Linked DNA regions of Mus musculus: all the other regions are linked to region 1. Evidence: chromatin contacts called from public HiChIP or PLAC-seq data. All regions are on one chromosome and are shown on one strand. The core of a region is the stretch at or near the end of the contact, and the rest is flanking DNA. Distances in the headings are between cores, read along the strand shown. Region 1 holds the start of Mrps22 (mitochondrial ribosomal protein S22). Region 2 holds the start of Prr23a3 (proline rich 23A, member 3). Region 3 holds the start of Foxl2os (forkhead box L2, opposite strand).

Evidence for each region. HiChIP or PLAC-seq counts read pairs in DNA pulled down with a chosen protein or histone mark.
Region 2: a contact with region 1 is called in an H3K4me3 HiChIP or PLAC-seq map of stem cell-derived neural progenitor cells, with 2.3 times the contacts expected there. The contact joins the promoter of Prr23a3 here to the promoter of Mrps22 in region 1. A contact is called at or near these places in 14 of 39 promoter capture datasets (the 3T3-L1 cell line, the C10 cell line, the HPC-7 cell line and 7 more), 5 of 15 datasets of contacts at CTCF or cohesin (embryonic stem cells, large pre-B cells, pro-B cells and 1 more), 34 of 484 Hi-C or Micro-C datasets (the G1E-ER4 cell line, the HL-1 cell line, Sertoli cells and 6 more) and 6 of 115 datasets of contacts at active chromatin or transcription factors (the 230-238 cell line, embryonic stem cells and stem cell-derived neural progenitor cells).
Region 3: an H3K4me3 HiChIP or PLAC-seq map of embryonic stem cells shows a contact between it and region 1, with 47 read pairs. The contact joins the promoter of Foxl2os here to the promoter of Mrps22 in region 1. A contact is called at or near these places in 21 of 39 promoter capture datasets (the 3T3-L1 cell line, the C10 cell line, the HPC-7 cell line and 12 more), 4 of 15 datasets of contacts at CTCF or cohesin (embryonic stem cells, hippocampal excitatory neurons, pro-B cells and 1 more), 72 of 484 Hi-C or Micro-C datasets (3T3-L1-derived adipocytes, B cells, the C10 cell line and 38 more), 21 of 115 datasets of contacts at active chromatin or transcription factors (T-cell acute lymphoblastic leukemia, Th17 cells, craniofacial prominence and 12 more) and 3 of 9 other capture datasets (adipose tissue, embryonic stem cells and liver).

The regions. Positions count from the first base shown.
Region 1 is chr9:98,600,252-98,603,008 of GRCm38.p6, forward strand. It overlaps Mrps22 (mitochondrial ribosomal protein S22), which reads right to left and starts at 1,428. Exons shown (of 8, transcript NM_025485.3): 1 at 1,222-1,428. The coding sequence starts at 1,393.
Region 2 is chr9:98,863,419-98,866,118 of GRCm38.p6, forward strand. It overlaps Prr23a3 (proline rich 23A, member 3), which reads left to right and starts at 1,349. Exons shown (of 1, transcript NM_028033.1): 1 at 1,349-2,700. The coding sequence starts at 1,577. The coding sequence ends at 2,341.
Region 3 is chr9:98,953,884-98,956,583 of GRCm38.p6, forward strand. Foxl2os (forkhead box L2, opposite strand) reads right to left here and starts at 1,427. Exons shown (of 8, transcript NR_003248.3): 1 at 522-1,427; 2 at 321-351; 3 at 145-235. It overlaps Foxl2 (forkhead box L2), which reads left to right and starts at 1,724. Exons shown (of 1, transcript NM_012020.2): 1 at 1,724-2,700. The coding sequence starts at 1,778.

The DNA.
Region 1 (2,757 bases), core at 178-2,677:
CTATTACTGCAATGAGTCACCATGGCCATGAGCAAGCTGGGGAGGAAAGGGTTTGGCTTACACTTCCACAGTGTAGTCGTCTATCGTTGAAGGAAGTCGGGACACAAACACAAGTTGCCCAGAGGCAGAAGCTGATGCAGAGGCCATGGAGGGGTGCTGCTTACTGGTTTGCTCCCCCTGCTTTCTTATAGAATCCAGGACCACCACCAGCCCAGGCATTGCACTACCCACAATGGACTGGGCCCTCCCACCTCAAACACTAAGTAAGAAAATGTCCTACAGCTGGATCTTATGGAGGCATTTCTTTCCATTCAGATAACTCTGGCTTGTGTCAAGTTGACACAAAACTAACGAGAACGTTTCTTTGAAGACCAAACTCCTGTGTTTATTCTCATGGTCACCCACAAGCTCCAGTAACTATATACATGCTCAGCACTACACTGTCTTGAGACAAGCTCACGCACCTGCTCGACTCTAGTGATCGTTTTTTTACTCCAGTGCGCCTCAATTTGTATCTAACTGTATACTGACCCTGGAATAACAAAGACATCTCAACTTCAACACAAAACAAGCAAAATTCCGCCTCCTTTCCCGTTTTTTAATTTTCATTTTACCGAGTCATCAATCCAAACTCAAAAATCAACCACATAAACTGTTTCTACCATTAATGTTCTCTAGCTTGCCACGAGTCTCCATTCAACTGCTTACCATCAAAACCTGGACACTTACTTAGACATTATCAATCCTAACTCCAAAATACGTTCCCCCAAAATACCAGCGTTCAGTTTCTTCTCTATACCTCTGCTTATTATGGTGTCCTCTTGTTCTTTTAACCTTAGCATGGTTAGCCTGGTGGCAGCGTTGCCCGTATTTTCCCTGGGATTCATCCCTATGCGTCCAACATAGTTTGAAAGGCAGCTAAGTGCTTTCCGCCCCCCCCTCCCCCCATGCCCGACGTAGCCTGGATCACAGAACTCTGCCAATCGCCACTGGGATAACAGAGTCCAGGTCAACCCTACAGCATGCCCCAAGCTAATGTAGTGTAATGCTTTGCAAGGGGCGGCACGCAAGCACTAGTGACTGAATGAATGAATGAATGAGGACTTAGATAAGTTCTGCAAGGACGGACGGAAGCCGCACGCAGTCTGACAAGCCGCCTTCACTCGTTAGAGCAAGCTCTAAGTTTCCCGGGCGCTCAGCAGAGTTCTGGCGGTCACTCACCTGCCTCGGAGCTGAGCAGGCGGCGAGGCTGCCCCACCTCGAATGGCTGGGGCCGCGTCGCGAGCAGAGCATCGGGGTGGCGCTGGGCTGTGGCCCGAGTACAGACCCGCCGTGCTCGCCGAGAGCCCAATTGGAACCTCCACAGCGACAACGGTGTTCTGACTGCAGCCATGATTACCAGACGCTCTTTGCGCCGGAATCGATAGAGCAACTTCCGGCTCGAGAGGTTTTTGTGCAGCATTCTGGGAAATGTAGTCTGGGTGGAGGCAAGGCGCCGCGGAAGCGTTTTAAAACTACTAAAATCTTTGTGCAAGCAAGGCAAGCACTGTATGGAATGAGCTATATGCCCCGCCCCGCTTCCCTCTTAGAGACAGTCTCTGCAGTCTTGACCTCAAACCCGCTGCAATCCGCTTTCTGACCTCTGATTACAGATGTGGGAATGAACTTTTTAAAGAATTTTTTTAAAGTAATTTTGTTTGTGTGTGCATGCGCATGAACTTGTATGTGGAGGTCAGAGGATAGCCTGGGAGAGTCGCCGCTCTCTTTCGACCCAGAGATGGAACTCAGGTGAAACTTGGTAGCAGGTATCTTTACAACCTGAGCAGGAATCTCACCAGCCCATTTACTTTTGTTTGTTTGTTTATAGTATTAGCTTTATCATTTGTATACAAGACATATACCACATACACACACATGCATACACACATAATACATACATGTTAAGAGTACATACATTAAGAAACAAAATAGTCGGGCGTGGTGGCGCACACCTTTAATCCCAGCACTTGGGAGGCAGAGGCAGGCGGATTTCTGAGTTTGAGGCCAGCCTGGTCTACAGAGTGAGTTCCAGGACAGCCAGGGCTACACAGAGAAACCCTGTCTCGAAAAAAAAAAAAACAAAAAAAAAACCAAAAGAAACAAAATAAGGGCTTGGAATTTAGCTCAGCACTAGAGTACTTGCCCTAGGTTCGGGTCCTAACAACACATGGGCACGTGCAACATCCCACCAACTGCTTATTCACAAGTACGTGTTTGAGTCTCTCGATGTGTGTACAGGTTTTTTGTTTTGTTTTTGTATTTTTTTCCTCTGTGCTCCTTTTCTCTTTTCTTTTTGGTTTTATGGTTCTGAATAATGAATGTGTATTGCCCTCCTAGACCTCTTCCCCCACTTGCGGGTTTAAATCCAACTGTTTGCAGTTCTTTCAAACTTTTCAAACGCACCCCAAATGTTTGTTCTTCATTCTGAATCCATAACCACCAATCACCTTATACCTTCCCTTCATCGGCCCTTCTATAATTTCTGGTCATTCTCCTTATTATCTGCTTATTTTTCTCACCACATGAAGGCTATGCCTATACATTATTATAATTTTACCTAGTACTGTTTATGTGCAGAACAAATACTTGTTGAATGAAAGAATGGATGGGTGGATGGATGGATGGAAGGATGGATGGATTGGTAAATGGATGGATGCATAGATGGATGGATGGATGGATGGATGGATGGATGGATGGATGGATCAATGGATGGATGGA
Region 2 (2,700 bases), core at 99-2,598, 260 kb after region 1:
AAAGAAGAGGTCATAAATTTGAGAAAAACACAAGGGAGAAAAGGGGGTAGAAATGATGCAAAAAAGCATTTACATGAATTCATACACACACAAATAATAATACAGTTTTTTAAAGGGGGAGGAAGGGAGCTGGAGAGACGCCTCAGCCATGAAGAGTGCTTGTTGATATTCCAGCAGTCTCAGGTTTGATTTCCAACACCCTGACCTAGGCTCACAACTATATGTAGCTCCAGTTGCAGGGGGATCTAGTGCCCTCTTCTGGCCTCCATGAGCAGAGCATGCAAGTGATATAAGAAAGCCCTGGCTGTATTTAACTCCAGGCATGGCATAAATCCACTTGTGGTACACGGCTATGATCTCAGTACTTGGGAGTCCAAGGCAGAAGGTTAAAAGTTCAAAGTCAGGCTGGAGAGATGGCTCAGCGGTTAAGAGCACTGACTACTCTTCCAGAGGTCCTGAGTTCAAATCCCATGGTGGCTCACAATCATCTGTAATGAGATCTGATGCCCTCTTCTGGGGTGTTTGAAGACAGCTACAGTGTACTTAGAGATAATAAATAAACAAATCTTTGGACTGAGAGAGAAGAAAAAGTGTCTGAAGACAGCTACAGTAAATCTTTTTTTTAAAAACTCCCTGTCTCGAAAACAACAACAACAACAAAAACAAACAAACAAACAAAAAGTTCAAAGTCAGTCTTCTAGATAAGAAGTCCGGGATGCATAGCATACAAAAGACCCTTTTTTCTACGCACCCCCCCCCCCGCGCATTTTTACTTTTGATTTTTCTTTTTAATATTTTTTATTACGTTTATTTATGTGAATGTGTGTGCCACAGTGTCACCATGTAAGACTGAGATCAAATTCAGTTCATCAATCAGGCTAGGCAACGAGAGAGAGTTCTGTTGAACCCTCTCTGGACCAGACTTGTTTTGGTGTAGTTTGGTTTGGTTTTGAGCCCATATGCCACTCAGCAGCTCGTCTTTGCCTCAGAGTTCCTTTACCTAGGCCCTAGAACCCGGGATTTATGAGTGGGACAAAGACGATTTCAGGTGTGACTACTCACATCCGCCCGGACTACCTAGTAACCCATTCTCTAAACCGCGCTAAAGCAATTTCCCGTGGCATTTAACGGAGTGTGGTTTGGTGGGATGGTGCAAGTTTCTCAGTGATTTTTAGAATGCCCGAAACCGTAGAAGTTCTAATCTTGAGCCATCTTGAAATTCTATTCCGGGTGAGACAAACTGCGCAACCAGTTCTGCCTCCTATAGGTCAAAAAATGTATTTCCCAACTACAGCCAAGTCTATTGGCCAGCCTGACACTCCTGGGGCGGAGCCTCCAGGACTCCCGCTTCCAGAGGTGCAGCCTAACCTGACCTTTTCCGTCTGAACTTGGGTTCCGGTTCATCTTCTGAAAATTGATTGGCATCTAGTAAGTGACCCACCTTGCGTACGCAATATCCACTAGGCCAAGCGCAGAGCTGCAGAGCACGAGACTGTAGCCGCTCCGCCCGCGCCGTCGCACCTGCCCGCTCTGCACCCCGCACCCGCGCCTCTCCAGCCCCACAGAGCCGTCCATCATGCTGCGCACCAGGCCCCGCAGCCCCAGCGCCGACCCCGCGCCCTGCTGGTCACCGCAGACACCAGCACCCAGCCCTGCCAAGCGCCGCCGCCTCCACCAGGAGCCCGCGTGCCCAGAGCCCCTGGCTCAGCCCGAGTTGGAAGCGCCCGCCGAGCCCACCACCTCCGTGGTGTTCCTGGCCGCCGGCTCTGCCCTGCAGTTGCCCCTGGACGGCGTCGACCTGCTGCTGGAGCCAGAGCCCACCTCGGTACTGCAAGTGTCGCTCCAAGGACACACCATCCTCCTGGTCCCCGAGGGGCTCCAAGACTCCACCCATTTTGGACAGCCTGGATTCGTGGCCATCAGCCCGCAGGGAGCCGCTGCCCAGGACGGGCCCCAGGATCATCTAGTCGGTCTCCAGGAGGAAACTTTCTGTGAGTACTTCTACCAAGAGGATGTCTGTGATGAGGATGCAGACTTGGAATTTCTGGAGCACTGGGCTAGCCCTCCAGATGATCAGGCCAATGGGAACTTTTCCTCCATCCCAGGGGTGCCCAGTCCTTTGTCTCAGGACCAAGTCCCAGGGCCTTCCACTGGAGCAGAGCAATATTCTCCTAGGTTCATCTGGGAACTGGACATCAACATGCTGGGACCCTTCCCTGGCTCACCACTGCAGCCTCTGCCTCCATCTCCTTCCCGGAATCCCCAAGAGCAGCTTCCGCCATGCCCTCCATGCTCTCCCCGGGCTCCTCGCAGGGCCCGGAAGCGACTGGTCTATGAATGAACTGCCCTGCACAAATCTTTGAGGGGCTTCTCTACCCCTAGTTGCAAGGCACTTAGGCCCCATGATGTTAGAATTAAAGCCTTGCTGACCCAAAGGACTCTTCCCGAGGCCCTAAAAGTTCCTAGAAATTCAAGTGGTAAAATCCCCAACACCTGTTTCTTCTCTAACAAAGAAATTAGTAGGTGTCTTAAGTTCTTGGTGGCCTTTAGTGTTTTCCCGTGAATTTTTGAGGATTTGGACACGACTTATCTACCTCTCTGTTGTTCCGGGCTACTCTCCTAGAAAACTACCCAACACCATCATGTGCTATAATGGTTACCTCACTTGCATGTACAGGGTTCAAAGCCATCTCCAAAGCT
Region 3 (2,700 bases), core at 177-2,676, 350 kb after region 1:
CTGGGATAGCCACCTAGATGTGTGACTGGCACACATCATTCATTCAGACCATTATCCTTCACAACGTGTCTGATCACTCTTCCTCAGCCTCTCTCACACTTCCAAGACTGCAAACCTGTGTTAAGGCTGAGTGACAGGGCACACCTGATGTTGTGCTGGCACGGAAGGAATTCCTCTAAGTCCGTTTTCTATTTTCGGAGATGTAACTGGATCCCCACCAGACTTCGGCTATTATCTTAAAAACAAGGGGAAAGACTACTGTCCATTCGTGACTGGGACGCGAGAAAGCGCCTCCCCAGCCTGTGGTTTTCCTTCCTTACCTATGCTGGAAGGAGAAGATGCAGGTAACGGCTGTAAGGGTAGGAAGGACAAAGGAAGACAGGAAAAAAAAAAAAAAAAGAGGTTGTATCCACGAACCATGTTCATGGATACAACCATGTACTCTGGTGCTTGATTCATACACCTCACTAAGCAAAAATAAGCAAATACAAGTCTCACACATTGTACATATATAAGCATACCTGGGTTTCTGAACAGCACACTTGCGCAGTATCACGTGTGTCTTTAAGAACAGATTTTTGCCCCGTGCCTTCCACGCGTGACACTTGTGCACGCAACAGTCCCCAAAGCCCCTCAGCAACATCCTCGTCTGTGTCCAAGCCAGAGTACAAGGGATACCACTTGATCTTTAAAACACACACCCAAATTGTGGGATTGCAAGGCGAGTTCCAAGGAGAAAGCTGGTCCCTACATCCACCTCAGCACAGAGAAGCGAAACGTCCGATGCCAGTGAGCGGTACTCCTGGGTGTCTCTTCCCAGCGATCCTCTCCCCAGCCTCAATTGGGCTCAGAGAGCTCGAGGGACAGAGCAGGCCGAAGCTTCTGCCTTCCGTGACACGAGCTCTGAGCTGGTTTACCTCCAGCTGCCGCAAAGTTCGGCCACTCCACCCCGGTCCGGCCCCCTTGCCATCTCGCCCCTCCCTAAGCCTCAAAGCTAGAAGTCTAGCCCCAGCACAGCCCGAAGCACAGAGCAAAGGGTTTTGTTTTCTTTCACCTGAAAGCTGCCCAGAGGCTTGGATCACCTCTCCTCGCTGGGGTCAGCATTCCCGGGGCACTGGCAGGGCGCAGCGAGCCCCAACCAGGGCTTTTCGGCGAAGCAAACACCCGCAGATTTTCAAGACTCGTAAGAGCGTGAGGCAGGCTGTTGGCTGGGCCCGGGAGGCTCCGGAGGCTCGGGAAGGCCGGTCCAAGTTCTGCCGGCCGTTTAAAAAAAAAAGGAGACTTAGAGATGAACTCGCCCGTGCGCTGCTGGCTGCCCCGCTATAGGGGCGAAGGCCCCTGACGCAAGCGGAACTCTGCGGAGCCCATACGAATCAGAACGGAGCGAGGCTCCTGGCGCACTAGGGACTCCAGGAGGCGGCTGCGCCAGAGACGCGGGTCGCGCCTCGGGGAAACCGGGCGGTGGGGGGAGGGGAGAGCTCAGCCAAGAAAACCCACCGAGGCGGGGACTGGCCTGGGCGGGGAGGGGCGGCGGGGCCGGAGCCCCTCGCTGTTGGGCAGACTCCCGATGGCCAGAGGCTGACTTCCACTCCCGCAGACCGCTCCCCGGGGGGAAAAGAGAAGAGAGTGAGAGCCGCGCGAGGCCTCCGGTCCCCGCAGCCTGCAGAAGTTAGAGGCTCTGCGCCGAGCGCACACTCCTGCGCCCGCCTGCAAGGCGAGCCTGCACCAGGAGAGCACAGCCTCCGGGCTGCCCGGCCGCGGAGAGCCGGCTTTTGTCATGATGGCCAGCTACCCCGAGCCCGAAGACACGGCGGGGACCCTGCTGGCTCCGGAGAGCGGACGCGCAGTCAAAGAGGCCGAGGCGTCGCCGCCGAGTCCCGGCAAGGGAGGCGGGACAACACCGGAGAAACCAGACCCCGCGCAGAAGCCCCCGTACTCGTACGTGGCGCTCATCGCCATGGCGATCCGCGAGAGCGCCGAGAAGAGGCTCACTCTGTCCGGCATCTACCAGTACATCATAGCCAAGTTCCCGTTCTACGAGAAGAACAAGAAGGGCTGGCAGAATAGCATCCGCCACAACCTCAGCCTCAACGAGTGCTTCATCAAGGTGCCGCGCGAGGGCGGCGGCGAGCGCAAGGGCAACTACTGGACGCTCGACCCGGCCTGCGAGGACATGTTCGAGAAGGGCAACTACCGGCGCCGCCGCCGCATGAAGCGGCCCTTCCGGCCGCCGCCCGCTCACTTCCAGCCCGGCAAGGGGCTCTTCGGGAGCGGAGGAGCGGCGGGTGGCTGCGGCGTGCCCGGAGCTGGGGCCGATGGCTATGGCTACCTGGCGCCACCCAAGTACCTGCAATCGGGGTTCCTCAACAACTCCTGGCCCCTGCCGCAGCCTCCCTCGCCCATGCCCTACGCCTCCTGCCAGATGGCGGCGGCTGCGGCGGCCGCTGCTGCAGCCGCTGCAGCCGCCGGCCCGGGCAGCCCCGGTGCAGCCGCGGTGGTCAAGGGGCTGGCGGGCCCCGCCGCCTCCTACGGGCCGTACTCGCGCGTGCAGAGCATGGCGCTGCCTCCGGGCGTCGTGAACTCCTACAACGGCCTGGGGGGCCCTCCTGCCGCACCACCGCCGCCGCCACCGCCGCCGCACCCTCACCCGCACCCTCACGCACATCATCTGCACGCGGCCGCTGCGCCCCCGCCAGCCCC